Regions from separate parts of the Mus musculus genome. Here regions 1 and 3 are each linked to region 2. Evidence: chromatin contacts called from public promoter capture Hi-C data. All regions are on one chromosome and are shown on one strand. The core of a region is the stretch at or near the end of the contact, and the rest is flanking DNA. Distances in the headings are between cores, read along the strand shown.

What was found. Promoter capture Hi-C pulls out the DNA fragments that hold promoters and counts their contacts.
Region 1: a promoter capture Hi-C map of pre-B cells shows a contact between it and region 2, with 6 times the contacts expected there. A contact is called at or near these places in 8 of 39 promoter capture datasets (the 3T3-L1 cell line, the C10 cell line, the HPC-7 cell line and 5 more) and 4 of 130 datasets of targeted methods (astrocytes, embryonic stem cells and large pre-B cells).
Region 3: a promoter capture Hi-C map of pre-B cells shows a contact between it and region 2, with 4 times the contacts expected there. A contact is called at or near these places in 8 of 39 promoter capture datasets (the 3T3-L1 cell line, cranial neural crest, embryonic stem cells and 5 more), 2 of 484 Hi-C or Micro-C datasets (the N1E-115 cell line and palatal mesenchyme) and 2 of 130 datasets of targeted methods (both in large pre-B cells).

Annotation. Positions count from the first base shown.
Region 1 is chr19:6,967,992-6,972,351 of GRCm38.p6, reverse strand. Plcb3 (phospholipase C, beta 3) reads left to right here and starts at 2,538. Exons shown (of 31, transcript NM_001290349.1): 1 at 2,538-2,805. The coding sequence starts at 2,707. It overlaps Gm52400 (a long non-coding RNA gene), which reads right to left and starts at 3,656. Exons shown (of 3, transcript XR_003952919.1): 1 at 3,508-3,656; 2 at 2,252-2,358.
Region 2 is chr19:6,569,313-6,573,908 of GRCm38.p6, reverse strand. It overlaps Gm32245 (a long non-coding RNA gene), which reads right to left. Exons shown (of 3, transcript XR_879496.3): 2 at 1,909-2,545. Among named protein-coding and RNA genes, the nearest start is that of Gm32245, 4.5 kb to the right of the region's middle.
Region 3 is chr19:7,017,389-7,022,064 of GRCm38.p6, reverse strand. Fermt3 (fermitin family member 3) reads left to right here and starts at 2,596. Exons shown (of 15, transcript NM_153795.2): 1 at 2,596-2,787; 2 at 3,226-3,399. The coding sequence starts at 3,240. Stip1 (stress-induced phosphoprotein 1) reads left to right here. Exons shown (of 14, transcript NM_016737.2): 12 at 1-38; 13 at 243-415; 14 at 894-1,369. The coding sequence ends at 966.

The DNA of each region.
Region 1 (4,360 bases), core at 1,289-3,788, 400 kb before region 2:
CACCCCACTAAGGGCAGAGCAGCTCTTTTTGAATCCCAGCATGGGTTTGTACCTTGAAGGAATGGTTGCGACAGATACTGTGAGAGTTGAGTCCATGACTCTGAAGACCGTCAACCCTGCCTGTACCCCCAAGATGATGATATGGAACACTGCCTTTCCTGGCCCTTGACCATATATTTGATGTCACATGCCAGGTCCTTTCAGAGGCATGCCCATCCTGCTTCTCCCTCTGGCTCCCTCCCATGTCATCCCCAGAGCATCCTTGTTTTCCTGGGGCTGGCTGCTGCTCTGTCTTGTTTCTTCTAATGACTATTCACTGTGAGAGGAAAGATGGGTCTGCTAGCCTACAGCTTTCTTGGAACCTGGGCCGCTCAAACGGGAGCCCTAGCCTTGAAGCACAAGGGGTCGGATTCAAGTCCTGACTCTGCCCAGGAAGTGGGCAAATCACTCATGTGAAAGGCGTGTCTTCCAGGAGGCCGGGATCCTGACCTCCCTGTGACCTGGAGCTCGGGCTCTGGAGCCTTCATCCTGCTATGCTCATCCACCAGCCCTCCTATGACTGGAGAGTGCCTAGCTTCTCCTGCAGCCTCAGGCTGTGGCTTCCCATGGTAATGTGGCCCCCTCCCACCAGAGAGCAGCTAAGGATGCTTGCAGCACCTCCCTGAATCAGAGGCCCTGGGGAGGGACCTGTGGGCCCAGACCAATCCCTTAATCAAGGGTAGAGGCCGGAAAAGCTGCCTTTATTCCCCCCATTACTGCATGCCTAGAAACTCTATTACCATTCCAGGGCTGGAAGAAAGCATCCAAAGAGGAAGAGGGAGCCTTCTAATGGGGGGCTGCCTGGCCTCAAGAGATTAGTGGTGGGGGAAGAAGAGGGCCTGGCTCAACAAACAGCTTCCATCCTGTTTTTCAAGGCCCTGCTTCCAGAAGCTTCTGGGAGGGCTCAGTCATCCTGCCCTTAGCGTTGGTGTGCAGGATCCCCTGTGCCCTTTTTTTACTCTTTCCCCTTTGACATTCCCAGTTTCTTTTCTACCTGTCACCCGTCTACAGAGGGGTGTGTGTTTATTGCACTGTGATAACTAGCTCCTGGATAAGGGAGTCCTGGATTTGAAAGCAAGCCTGTGGGTAGAGGCCAATCTCCACTCTTAATGGTTCTGATCTCTGGAGGAGGTGGGTGGTAGTTGGAGCTCTGAAGGGGTATTTTCTTATAGTCCTTGTGGAGGAGGAGAAGGAGGAGGAGGAGGAGAAGGAAGAAGAAGAGGAGGGAGATGACAGGCCTGCACCCCCCCCCCTTTTCTCCTACAGACCAGGGAGCAGAGGCAGGAAGCAGAAAGAGGGGTTAAATCCTCTCAGGAAGCTGTGTGACCTTGGGCAAGTCCCTTCCCCTCTCTGGGCCTCAAGTGGAGATAACAATCACACCACTGCACAAGGCCACAGCCAAAGACAACTAGATTCATTAAGTTTGCCGCCATGATGGCGATTTGGAGGACAGCCAGTGCCAGGCAGGGCTCCTCTGGAGGCCTGAGCGCCTGGGGCAAAGGCGCCGGTAGGGAAGCTCCTCCTTAGCCGACCCTCCTCCCCCAGAGCTAGCTCCAACTCTTTCTGGGTTTCTAGGTGACTTGGCTGGCCCCTCTGGATGAGTTCTACTTTAAACCTGCTGCTGCTGCCTCCTCTGTATTGGGGGGGCTCCCACAGGGGCCCCCAGGCAGGAGCCCCCCCAGCCAAGCCCTGCGGGGGGGGCTACAGCCCCCACCCCGGCCGGTGCCCATGGGTCTGCCCCTTCGGTTCCTCAGATCACTGGAACACAGATTTCAGGGCACCTGCTGTGGGCCAGGAGCTGCACAACCCCTCCTTTGGGGACACCCACGAGGCTTCTGCCACCTCTGGGCAAACAACCATCTTTCACTATGTTCAACTAAGAGGTTCACTGAGACTGGCTCCCGTCACAGGGTCAGCAGCACAAGAACTGCGGCAAGGTTTTCTCTGGAAAACCAGGATGCCTGGGTCCTCAAAGGAGGTGGCAGCTCCAGGCCTCCAGAGCTAGGGACGGGGGAGGGGCGCCTGCCGGCGGGAGGCCCATTAGCCAGCTAAGTGCTCCCTGGGAGGGGGGACTGTGCTGCAGCAGGAGGGGGAGAGGCAAAGTGAGGGCACGCGGGTGGAGTGGGATGGAGAGAGATGGGGTGACGACGTTTCCTGAGCTCATTAAGTGCGGTAGGAGTCGGGTTGAGGACAAGGGTCTGTGTCCCCTAACCTTATTATCTTCGCCTTTTCCACCTGAGTCCTCAACCGGCTGACCTTGGCATGTCTTGAGCGGCTCCAACACCCGTCTTTCCAGGTGCACCCTCAATAGCACTTTATCTAAGACAAAAAAAAGAGAGTCCTACTGAGTCAGCCGGCCAACAAAGACCCCCCCCATTCCATCCATCATCCCTTTGGCTGCAGTCGCCGCCCCAACCGCGAGGGGGCGCCGCCGTGGGTCGGGCGGCACCATAGCGGTGGGAGGGGGCGGCACCGCCCGACGGGGCGGGGCTCTGCGGGGGCGGGGCCGGGCGCCGAGTCTCCGGTCCGTCCGGGACAGACTGGCTGGCGGGCGGGCGCTGACGCCGCGGGGCCAGAGCGGGCCGCGCGGGAGCGTGTGGAGAGAGCAGTGGCACCGTCGGTTCCCGTCGGGGCTCCGTAGGTCCCCGAGCCGCCCCTGGCTTAGCCATGGCGGGCGCGAGGCCCGGCGTCCACGCGCTGCAGCTGGAGCCGCCCACCGTGGTGGAGACCCTGCGGCGCGGGAGTAAGTTCATCAAATGGGACGAGGTAAGTGAGTGGGCTGTCCTCTGCTCTGCCTAGATCGAAGGATTCCTTCAGTCACATTCGACTAGATGAATGCCAGGGACCCCCACTTCAGTGTTGCCTGACCACCTCACCCCCTATTCCAGCCTTGTTGCACTCCGGAAACTTGAGTCCCCTGTTGTCCTGGTAATTGAAGACTTTGTCGTTGTCCCCGCTCTTCTCCCCCGCAAGACAGTAGCTGTGGTCAATTGGGCTCTTCTTGGCATGGAGACTTTGAACCCCTGTAAATCCTGTCCTTCTTCTCACTCTTTTCCACCCTTGCCAACGATGAATATCAAAGTCTCCATGCTGGTTCTTAGTTTTTGGTCTGGTCCCCAGACCCCTGTTCCTGGCACAGGACCCCCATGGGGGCATAGGACATCCTTGCCTTGGGTGGGGTGCCACTGGGATCCTACTCTTCTCAGTGCCTCGCTTGCCTGAGCCATTATAGTCATCCCTTTCCAGCCTGCCCTGGTTGATACCCTTTCGTCCTGCTTCTGGATTCCAGCGAGCTTTCTGTTCAGATGGGAGCACCGAGCCACCCCTTACCGGAGACTTTGTTCCTTTCCAGGTTCCTCCAACTCTGGGAACTTTGCTCCCCACTCCTTAACTTAGTGACTTTGAACCTCAATAAATCCTGGTCCCCACTTTTTATTGCTTTCTCTCAGGTACTTCCCTGATACTCACCTGCGGCTTCTTATCTAGATATCACGTCTCACCCACGTTTCTGTACTGTTCCCTCTCCTACCCCCTGGGCTCCTTGCTCCCTAGGGCCTCAACTCAGGCGGCCTGAGTTTCCTTACTGTTCCTTCCCAGTCGGGCCATAGGCCTGGAAGACGCTGGGTTTCTTTCCGGCAGGGTGGGGCAGGAGTGAGAACTAAGGGGAGGGGCTGGGGGCGTGGCCTTAGCTGCAGGTGTGCTGGGCAAGGGTGGGTACCCCCGGGGCCCCAGGATACCCCTTCCCCCAGGCCAGACTAAAGGGAAAAGTTTCTCCTTTTCCTTGCAGTGTGATAAACCCAAATAAGGAAGTGGAAACAAGGAGAGGGCCTGGGTTGGGGTGGGGGTGCTGAACAAAGTTTGGAACTGAAGAGCCAGAGCCCTGGGTGGCCTTTGGAGGTTAGGCCCCTGAAGATGGTGCCACAGGGGCTACAGGGACAGTACCCACAAGTTTCCCCCTTTCTAGCACTATTGGTGGCTAGCTGGTCAGGCCTAGGGCAAGGTTTGGAATCTCCTGGAGGGGTTGGGACCTGGTGTCCTCTGATTAAGAGTTGAAGGATTATGAGTCCCATGGGTTTAGGGACCTGTGTCCCCAGATCAGCTGCTGTTCTTTTGTAAACCGAGACTGCATGGGTGGGGCTGTGAACCCCTATTCTCCCAAGAGAGAAACTGAGCTCTCTGCTGTGAGGTTGAGGCTGAGGTCAGGAGCCAGGGGTGGTCCTGCAGGGGTCTTGGCTTTCTGTTTGCCACATGCCAGGACTTTGCAAGTGTACCCCTGCAAATCCTGACTCCTCAGTTTCCTCCTGTATAAAATGAGGGTGAT
Region 2 (4,596 bases), core at 1,794-4,293:
AAATGTGTGTGTGTGGGGGGGGGGGGTGTCGTGTCTATGTGCGTATAGGTGCAAGTGCCTACACACACCTGCAGCGTCCACAGAGGGTGTCAGGGTCCTGTGTCGCTCTGTCTATCATTCCTTTGGTCCTGTGTCACTCTGTCTATTATTCCTTTGAGGCAGGTTCTCTCCCTAACCCTGGCCTCACATTTTCTCAGCAAAGTCAGCAAACCTGACCCTTCTGTCCCTGTTCCCCTCAAAGCCGGGGTTACAGGCATGATACAGATGCCTGGCTTATTGTGAGGGTGCTGGTACCCTAACTGTGGTCCTCATAATTGCATAGCAGGGGCTCTTAAGTCTCTGAGCCCCGCTTTGTTGTGACCCAGGGTTTCCCACTGTGACAGCTGGCCAGTGAGGCCACAGGGCGTCCCGTCCACCTCCCCGTATGGGGATCACTGGCTTACACCACTGTACTCCTTGTTATGGGTTCTGGAGGCGGAACTTACTTATTTGCGCTTCTGCAGCACATGCCTCCTGAACCCTCCAGACTCCTCCTTCAGCAGAGAATTTAATCACTTGGCTTGTTCTTGTGACCGCTTGTGGGTGACCCAGGTTCAGATATAAGCTTGGGGCTCACCCACCCATACAATAGCAAGGCTGGTTTAGCAGACTCTCTCCTGTCCTGTCACCTTTTGTGACAAGAACTGTTCACAGGCTGGCCTTCGAGACGTGCCCTCACATAGTCCTGTCACTGTCTCTATTGAGCAAATCAAGCTATCAAATACAAGGTGGATTGTGTACAGGAGCTGGGCTTCCAGTGGGGCACACAAACCTCCCATCGTCTACCTGCCCTGAGGAATGTGCCCTGAGGGCTCAGGCTGGCCAGGCTCCTGGGAGAGACCCCCAACTCACTCTTCCACCAGCCACCCCTTCCATGTAACACGGAATCAGCCAGGCTTCTCTCTCCTCCAGTGGAACCCCGGTATGTAGCTCCCAAAGCCTGAAGCGCCCTCCCGGGCTTCCATCCTCAACGCTGGGGTCCTGGCAGGAGCCTTTATCTGGGGCCTTTTCTCCCACCGGTGAGTATTTCCTTTCCTCCCGGCTCCCCAGGACAGAATAACTATCTGGGAGCAGAAGGCATTAAGGCGTTAGGTAAACTCCAGTGTTCCCAGCCAGAGGGGGCTCCCTCTCAGGACATCCACGCACTGCCACCGAGGCAGCCCCAGGGGACTCAGACCTAGGTGCCCCATGCCAAAGCCATATTCTTAACCACAAGTTTGCACTGACCCTGAGAACAAGGCACTACCATTTCAATCCACAAGCCTCCCATGTTTGTAGAAACTCTGAGGAGGCAGAGCTGGCTGCCCTCCTCTCCTTTGGGCAGGTGCCGTACCCTGTGGAGGGTCCCAGGGCCCCGTGTGCTCATCTTCACAGGCTGGACACCAGTCGATGCCGGGCTGTGGCTGTGGCTGGTGCACCTTGGCTCCCCACTTCTTTATCTGCTGTGGCCCTGTGGCCTTCAGTTCCCGAGTGCCTTGGGACTGGCCAGCATCATTCTGCCCATTCCACGCTAAGCAGGCATCCCAGAAGCTTTCCCTCTTTCTCCTGCCCTGGAGCAGGAGGGGCCTGAACCTCACCCTATCACTTTCAGTGGCTGAGTGGACCACAGCCCGCGGGAGGGCTGTTACCATGACAATCATGGGTCGTACTTACAGCACAGGCCAGATGGCCTTGGCTGGCCTGGCCTTTGCCCTGCAGGACAGGTGAGACCTCAGCTGACTATGTCCACCCCCTTCTTGGCCACCTGCCTGCTGTCCTGGTCAGTGCAGAATAAGGCCTCTTTTCATGGGAGACCTGTTGGGGTCTCTTTATCTCACCATCTAGCTGGCCACACCCCACTGGGAACCACAGGAAGGCAGTGACACTCACCATTTGTGAATGTTCCATCCAGAAGCCTGTGATCCCTGCCAAGTGGGGACCTGAAGTGGAAACTTGTCAGTTGCGTCAGATGGTGTTTTGCAGGGGCAGACTCGTGAAGGAATGTTCTTCTGAAGTGGACACAGGTGAAAGGATGTTCTGCTAATAAGGCAAGCATGTGAAAGGACACGTGATGAAGGATTGTTCACTAATGACACCTTACAGTGCATAGTTGAGCTGCATCTGTCAGGACCCCATAGAGAGAAATGTACCAAAAACCTTCTGATGGTGTGCTGAGGCTTCTTGCTTCCAAGGTTCAATTGGCAGAGTGACATCAGCTAAGACAGACTCGTGTTGCTGAGGCAAGATCCATGGAAGACATGTGATGTTTGGAGGGAGTATAAATAGGGCTCAGCAGACTGTGAGAGGGCTTGCTTGTAGAGGTAGCTGTACGACGCTTCTTGGTCTTGTGTCTTCGCTGATCTTCACTTCACTGAGAGACACAGCCAAGAACTTTTCCTGGAGTCCTGTTGGTACCTCCTGCTGACTCGAGCTGAGGCTGAGGCCTGGCTGTCTCTGCTAGGTCATGTCACCGCTGCTGATTCATGTTTGCTATCCTGAACTCTATTGAATTGGACTGCTGGTGTACCTGTGAAGTGTTCATGAGTGGATCAAGCTGCTGCCGCCTGCTAACCTGTAAACTGAACTGCCAATTTCCAGACAACACAGGAGTTGCTCCAGAGAATCTTTCTAAGCAGGTCCACTCCCCCTGTATCCTTTCTTTCCTACTACCTCTGGTGGGTGGTGGGAGGTCAAAGTGTTTAAGAACCGTCATTAGAAGTAGGCTTTGAAAAAATTAAAGTTACAGGGACCACACAGCATTGACTTGAGAGGGGGCATTACCAACACTTAAAACCAGGAGTTAAAAACAGAAACAAGCAATACTTTCATCTTTTATCGGAAAATGAGAAGGTTCTGGGTCCTACCACCTTCTCCATCACATCATCTCTACCATCCCCCCACCATCATCACCATGTTCCCCCTTATAATTCCCAACCTTCCCATCATCCCCACCATCACCACCACCGTTGCCATGCCCACCATTCCCACCATCAGCACCATCACTAGTATCCTCACTATCACTGCCCATCACAATATCTCTGTTACCACCTGTCTCGCCTCGGATCACAGCCAGTGTGTCTCCCACGTGCCTCATAGAACCCTTGATGTCTCCAGGGAAATGAGTCTGTTACTTGAGGCTAGCTATTTTAAGAAAACATGTGGCAGATATTCTGCAGAGGACAGAAGACACAGAACTCTGTGAAGACACCAGGAGAGCTATCAGAAACAGGCCAGCTAGCAGGGCCCAAGGTGAAGAGGACCAAACAAGCCCTTGGAGAACAGTAAGGGGCCAGCCTAGCCAGGGTGGGCATGCCATGGTGCCAGCCATCAGGGTGGAGAAGGAAGGTTAGGGCTTTGTGTAGCAAGCGACTCGTGGCTGCTCCTCATCCAGTTGGGAAGCCAGGCCTTGCTCTACCCATGAGGTGACAAGTGCTGACTGTCTCCTTACAAGCCATTTCACAGATGGGAAAAGTAAGTCCCAGGGGCGCGAGTAGTTGCTGGAGGGAAACTGAGCTTGAACTTTGGCCAAACAGCTTCCTGTTCCCCTTCCATCACCCACCATGCCCTGCACAGAGAGGCCCTGCCTTAGAGAAGCTTTGGCGATTAGCACATGCCCCTGTAAGCACGCTGAGTTGGCAGTGACATCCAACGGAACCTCTGAAGAATGAAGCTCCGGCTTGCCTGGAACCTGGTCTTCATTAACACCAAAGCTGGGGCTGGGAGGGTGGCGCAGTGGGTAGAGCTCCTGTCTATCATGCAGAAAACCCTGGGTTCAATCCCCAGCACCACAGAAAACAGGATACAGTAGGCTAGCCTGGGCTACATGAGCTCATCTCAGAAACCAAAAGCCGAAAAAGCCCCAAGATCTAAGAAGGAAAATCATTTGTTTTGCACTATAGTTAACCACCTATAGGTTATAATCACAAATAATACATCTCTGAACAAAAAGAATGAGATCAAATACTTTTTTTGCAATCTTTCATTTTTAGGGTTTTTCCCCCTCCCTCTTCTTGATAAATTAGAAGGAAGCCAACATCCAGAGCCCACCCCCACCCCCACCACCAACCTCTTCAAGGCTTCCTGGCTCTCCCAGGGACCACAGAGTATCTTTTGTTATTCAAATCAGAAGCTTTGAAGTTCTAACCCTGCCATTACCCACAACTCTCTGTTGTTCTCTCCGAAGGTTCCAGATCCTTTCCAGTCCTCCTCAGTCAGTGTTCACACACGTCTGAAACACGGGAGGATGTCACACGGGGCTTTGCCTCTGCAGCCCTGGCCCGGGCTGGGTCTACCTGGCAAAGCCATCAGTGCCTTTTTGATGGGGGTAGGGACTGACTTTTAGAATGGTGTGGAATAACTTTCTCTTGTGGTCAATGTTAAATCCAAGCACCGTGGAGTTGGGGGATGTGGCCACACTGTCCTTGATAGGGACTGAGTCAGGGAGCCTGGGAGGTCCTCCAGGCCCCTGTGGGTCTGCCCTGGGATGCTGTCCCCAGCTGGGAGACATGCTTTCAGAAGCAGAGGCATAAAACCTTTTGAGGTCCCTCTGCTGTGGACAAGCCTGACTGTGGGAGGGGT
Region 3 (4,676 bases), core at 1,347-3,846, 450 kb before region 2:
TGTACCAAAAAGCGTTAGACCTGGACTCCAGCTGTAAGGTAAGCTGCTGTTGGCCTATAACATACATCCCCGTTGGTTTCTCCTTTGGGTGTTTTCTCTGGTCCTTCATGTCCTTCCCAAATGCTTCAGTTTCTCTTGTCTCTCTTTTTTTCCCCTTTGTCAATGATCTGTCATCTTGGACCTGCTGAAGCAGTGAGCCAAATAGTGTTGACCTGCCTCCCTTGATCTTTTCTGGAATGCAGGAAGCAGCAGATGGTTACCAACGCTGTATGATGGCACAGTACAACAGACATGATAGCCCTGAGGATGTGAAGCGGCGGGCCATGGCTGACCCTGAGGTGCAGCAGATAATGAGTGACCCAGCCATGAGACTCATCCTGGAGCAGATGCAAAAGGACCCCCAGGCTCTGAGCGAGTAAGTTGAGTGGGGAAGTGAGAGGGAATTCTATCATTCTTTCAATGTATGATTTGAGGTTATGTGCCTGAGCATTTTACCTACATGTATGTATGAAGAGGGTGTCAGACCCTCTAGAACTGGATATACAGAGGGTTGAGAGCCACTGTGGATGCAGTAAGTGCTCCGAGTTCTCTCTCCATCAATAACCACTGGGCCATCTCTAGCCCTGAATCCTATCAATCTTAACAGAAAATACTGGTGGTACAGAGAGCCTGTGAGCTTGCTTTTTCTGTTAGTCTAATAGCCTAAGCTTCTGTTGGGAAGGCCAACTATGCTAGGCTTTCAGCTGTGCAGACAAACAGTAGCATAGGCAGGTTCTTTCTGTCCTGTCTGGTGAAAAGGACTTTTGCATGTGCAGGGTCTTTGAGAATGCTCTGCAGCCGAGGAACTTGGGTGGAAGGAGACTTGTTCAGTTAACTGTATCTTCTTCTCCTAGACACTTAAAGAATCCTGTAATAGCGCAGAAGATCCAGAAGCTGATGGATGTGGGTCTCATCGCAATTCGGTGATAACTTGCTTTTCCCCCTCTTCCCTTCGCCAATGAGGAAGGCGAGCTGGGAAGGTGGCGAGCAGCACTGGGCAGAGGGGGGGAGAAGAAAGGCTTATCTTTATATTTATACATGCCTACAAGGAAGACAGACTCATCCAGCGCCACCTCGGGCCCTCCCAGCACACGCATGGTCTCTTCACTGCTGCCCTCAATCCGAGTGTCCTTCCCTGCCCAGTCCTAGCCTCCCCGTCACTGTCTCGGCTGCTCCCCCATAGTTGGTTATTTTTTATTTGGGGCAGTGGGTGCATACGGGGAGGGGAGGGTGTTCTTCCCAACCTAGGGTCCCAGCTGTCTTCACCTGTTCTTACCCACGTCCCTCCTCAATAAAGAAGCCAGTCAGGCGTGGTTATATGTTGCTACGGTCTCCAGTGACTTTCTTCTCTTAAGACACAGTAGTGCTGAATTGGAAGCCAACACAAAGCCTTTTCTTGATGGCCTTGAAAGAAAGGTCGCTGAAGAGTGAGCTGTTTGCTTTGTCAGGGTGGCCACTAGGTGGAAGTGTCGCTCAACAACTGATGACCTACCTGCATTCTGATCAGCTTTGGGTTGATGTTCTGTGCAGTGCAGTCTTAGAGTGAACCTGCTAGGTCAACACTAGAACCTAACCTAGACTCAAGGTGGGTCAGAAAGCAGGCCTGAGACTAATACTGACAACAGCTCCTGCTGCTCCAATCCTGAGCTCCACACCACTATCTTCCTCCCACACTGTGACCAACACTGAACTTCCTCATTTGCTCCCAAAAGACTGCTTCCTGGGCTAGCAAGATGCTGAGTCCAGCACCAGGCTGTACTATGTCTTACGTTAGCCTAAACTAGCTTCCTGTCCCAACCCCAGGACTCCTCAGAGCAGCCTCTCCTAGTCACACTTAAAAAGCCTTACCTTGGGAGGAGAGGTTGGCACATACCCTTAATCCCAGCACTTGGGGCAGAGCAGGCAGATCTCTGAGTTCAAGGCCAGCCTGGTCTGCAGAGTGAGTTCTGGGACAGCCAAGGCTACACAGAAACCCTTTCTGAAAAAAGAAAAAACCACGTCCATTAATGGTAGGCTGCTGCCCTGAAAAGTCTACGTTCCTGCTCAGTTCCTTAGAGCAATTTGCATCCCAGTGCCTGGCATGGACATGAGGCTGTTGGACCACCAGAACCCTCTAAAGAGACGGGATAAAGGGTCCTGGAGGAAATCACATTGAGGTTTTATGAGGCAGAGAGGCTCTAGCATGTCACTGGACAGATTTAAGGCTGGTAGGTTTGGAAACAAGTCCTGTTTAAAGGTGGGAAGGACTTCACTGCTGACTGTAGACAGTCCCACTAAGAGCAGGCTGGAGCCGGGCAGTGGTGGCGCACCCAGCACCACCAGGGCCAGGTGGATTTCTGAGTTCGAGGCCAGCCTTGTCTACAGAGTGAGTTCCAAGACAGCCAGGGCTATACAGAGAAACCCTGTCTTGAACAACAACAAAAAATAATAATAAAAGAAAAAAGCAGGCTGGAGGTGCAACCAGTAGATGCCTGGGGGTGGGGTAAAGAGAACTTTGTGGTGTCACCCCAGCACTGTTCTTCCCTCATTTCCTGTGGTAACAAAAGCAAGGGCCCCGTGGAGCCCTCTGCGTGCTGGCAGTGTGCTTCCTGTACCCAGCAACAGCCCGCCCTGGGGAGGGACTAGTACAACTTTCATGATAAGGCCACTACAGGCTGACCTCTGAAGGAAGCAACTGAGCAGGACCAGGCCAGACCAGGGTAACAGGTGTCCCACTGCCACCTGCAGCTGCAGCCCGTTGCAGGCTAGGTAAGTGAAAGACCCAGGAGGACTCACTTGTCCCCTGCTCCGCCATTCTGTGCAGAGCAGCCACACTTGCCACCACCCTAGAGGCTTGGGTTAGAGTACTGGCTGTGAGCTGTGGGCCAGGACTTGTTTCTGAGATAGGTGGGCCTGGCAGAACTGTGAGTAGGAGAGTTGACCTGTTCTGGTACCTAGCAGGGTACTTTACAATGAGTATTGGGCCTTGGTGTCCCCACCTGTGAAACCTGAATTGGCAGGACAACGTGGACTCTAAGGAACTGTCTCTTCAGCCCAAACACTTAGGATAGTAAGAGGGTTTTATATTGACTGGATCACAGTAGCTCTCTGTACCAGTGTCCCCAAAGCCTACCCACCTACCCAGGGTACCCTAGGACTCCTGCTTATTTCTAGGCAGCCCACTGTCTACTCACCTTGTCTCAGCAGAAACAGCCGCAGCCATGGCGGGTATGAAGACAGCCTCCGGGGACTATATCGACTCTTCCTGGGAGCTGAGGGTGTTTGTGGGCGAGGAGGACCCTGAGGCCCAGTCTGTCACACTCCGAGTCACGGGGGAGTCGCACATTGGTGGGGTACTTCTGAAGATCGTGGAGGAAATCAGTGAGTCCCCGTGACCCTATGTATCCAGTCATGACAGCTCTCCCTGGCTTTTCTAGGCCATTCTCGCCTCTACTCATAACCTTGTCACAGTGACTCAGGCAACAGTCTTTAATTATTTGGTTCCAAAGAAGGTATTTCTTCAACTTCCCCTCTCCATACTTCCTCCAGCTCCTACTGGTTCTGTCTAGTCTCCAAGAGACAGACAACATGGTCCCCTGTGTGTCTTGCCTGTGCCGAGGCTTATTATGTTCCTGAGGGATGGCTAGGAGGTTCCTGGGGACCTGGCACCTACTCTCCTAAATTTCCTCCCCAGCAAACCACTTGGCAGGCTGCTGACAGTGGGTGAGAGGCCCTGCCCCCACAGGAAGTTACGGCAGAGTAGGCTAGGGCGATATCAGTCACCCAGAAGGCCCCATGAGGCTTCTCATCAACTTTACCAGCAGAGAATGAGAGTTATCACTTCCTGGGAGGATGGCAGGAAAGCCCCGATAGTCAGAGCCGGAAGACATCCCACCATGAGCTCCCGATAGTCAGAGCCGGAAGACATCCCACCATGAGCTCCCGATAGCCAGAGACAGAAGGCATCTCACCATGAGTGTGGGTCCTAGGCCTCTGGAATTGGGACAGGGATAGAAGGCAGGTTTTCTAGACCCACCCAACCCTCTATGTGTATGCAGTCCAAGACGGACCAGAGTGACTGAGCAGGACAAGCCCCAACACAGCCAAATAACAGGGTTGAGACAGAAGGGAACTGCCGGAAGCAGGGCCCAAAGAGGCTGTGAAAGCAGAAGTGGGAAGAGGGTTAGTCCCTCAGAAACTGGATGTCAGACGAAGCTGGAGACTTGACATGGGTCAGGACAGAGGGGCTGGGGATGTTAGGAGTCTAGGGCAAGAACCCCAAGAGTGCTGAACACCCAGCCACCTAGACCTCACCCTGTACCACTGCTGGGCTCCATGGGCCAAGTCACTTCAGTTCCAGGATCTCAGTTCCCTGAAATAGGGGCATTATCCCCAGTCCTCCACTGCCAGGCGTGGTGAGGCCAACCTTCCTCATGATGGCATGCTGCTGCCAAAGGCTAAGAGCTTCCTGCAGGAGCTGACAGTAGACAGAACAGGAGATTTCTAGAGAGGCCTCTACAATAAGACAGACCTAGCCTTGATGCCAAGGACTTGAAAAGGCTTTGGGTTAGGGCCTCTGGACAGTAAAGACACCTGATTTGTGACAAGATGGGAAGGCAGCCCTGGTGGTGCCCTGACAGCCTGGGAGGTCCTGAAGC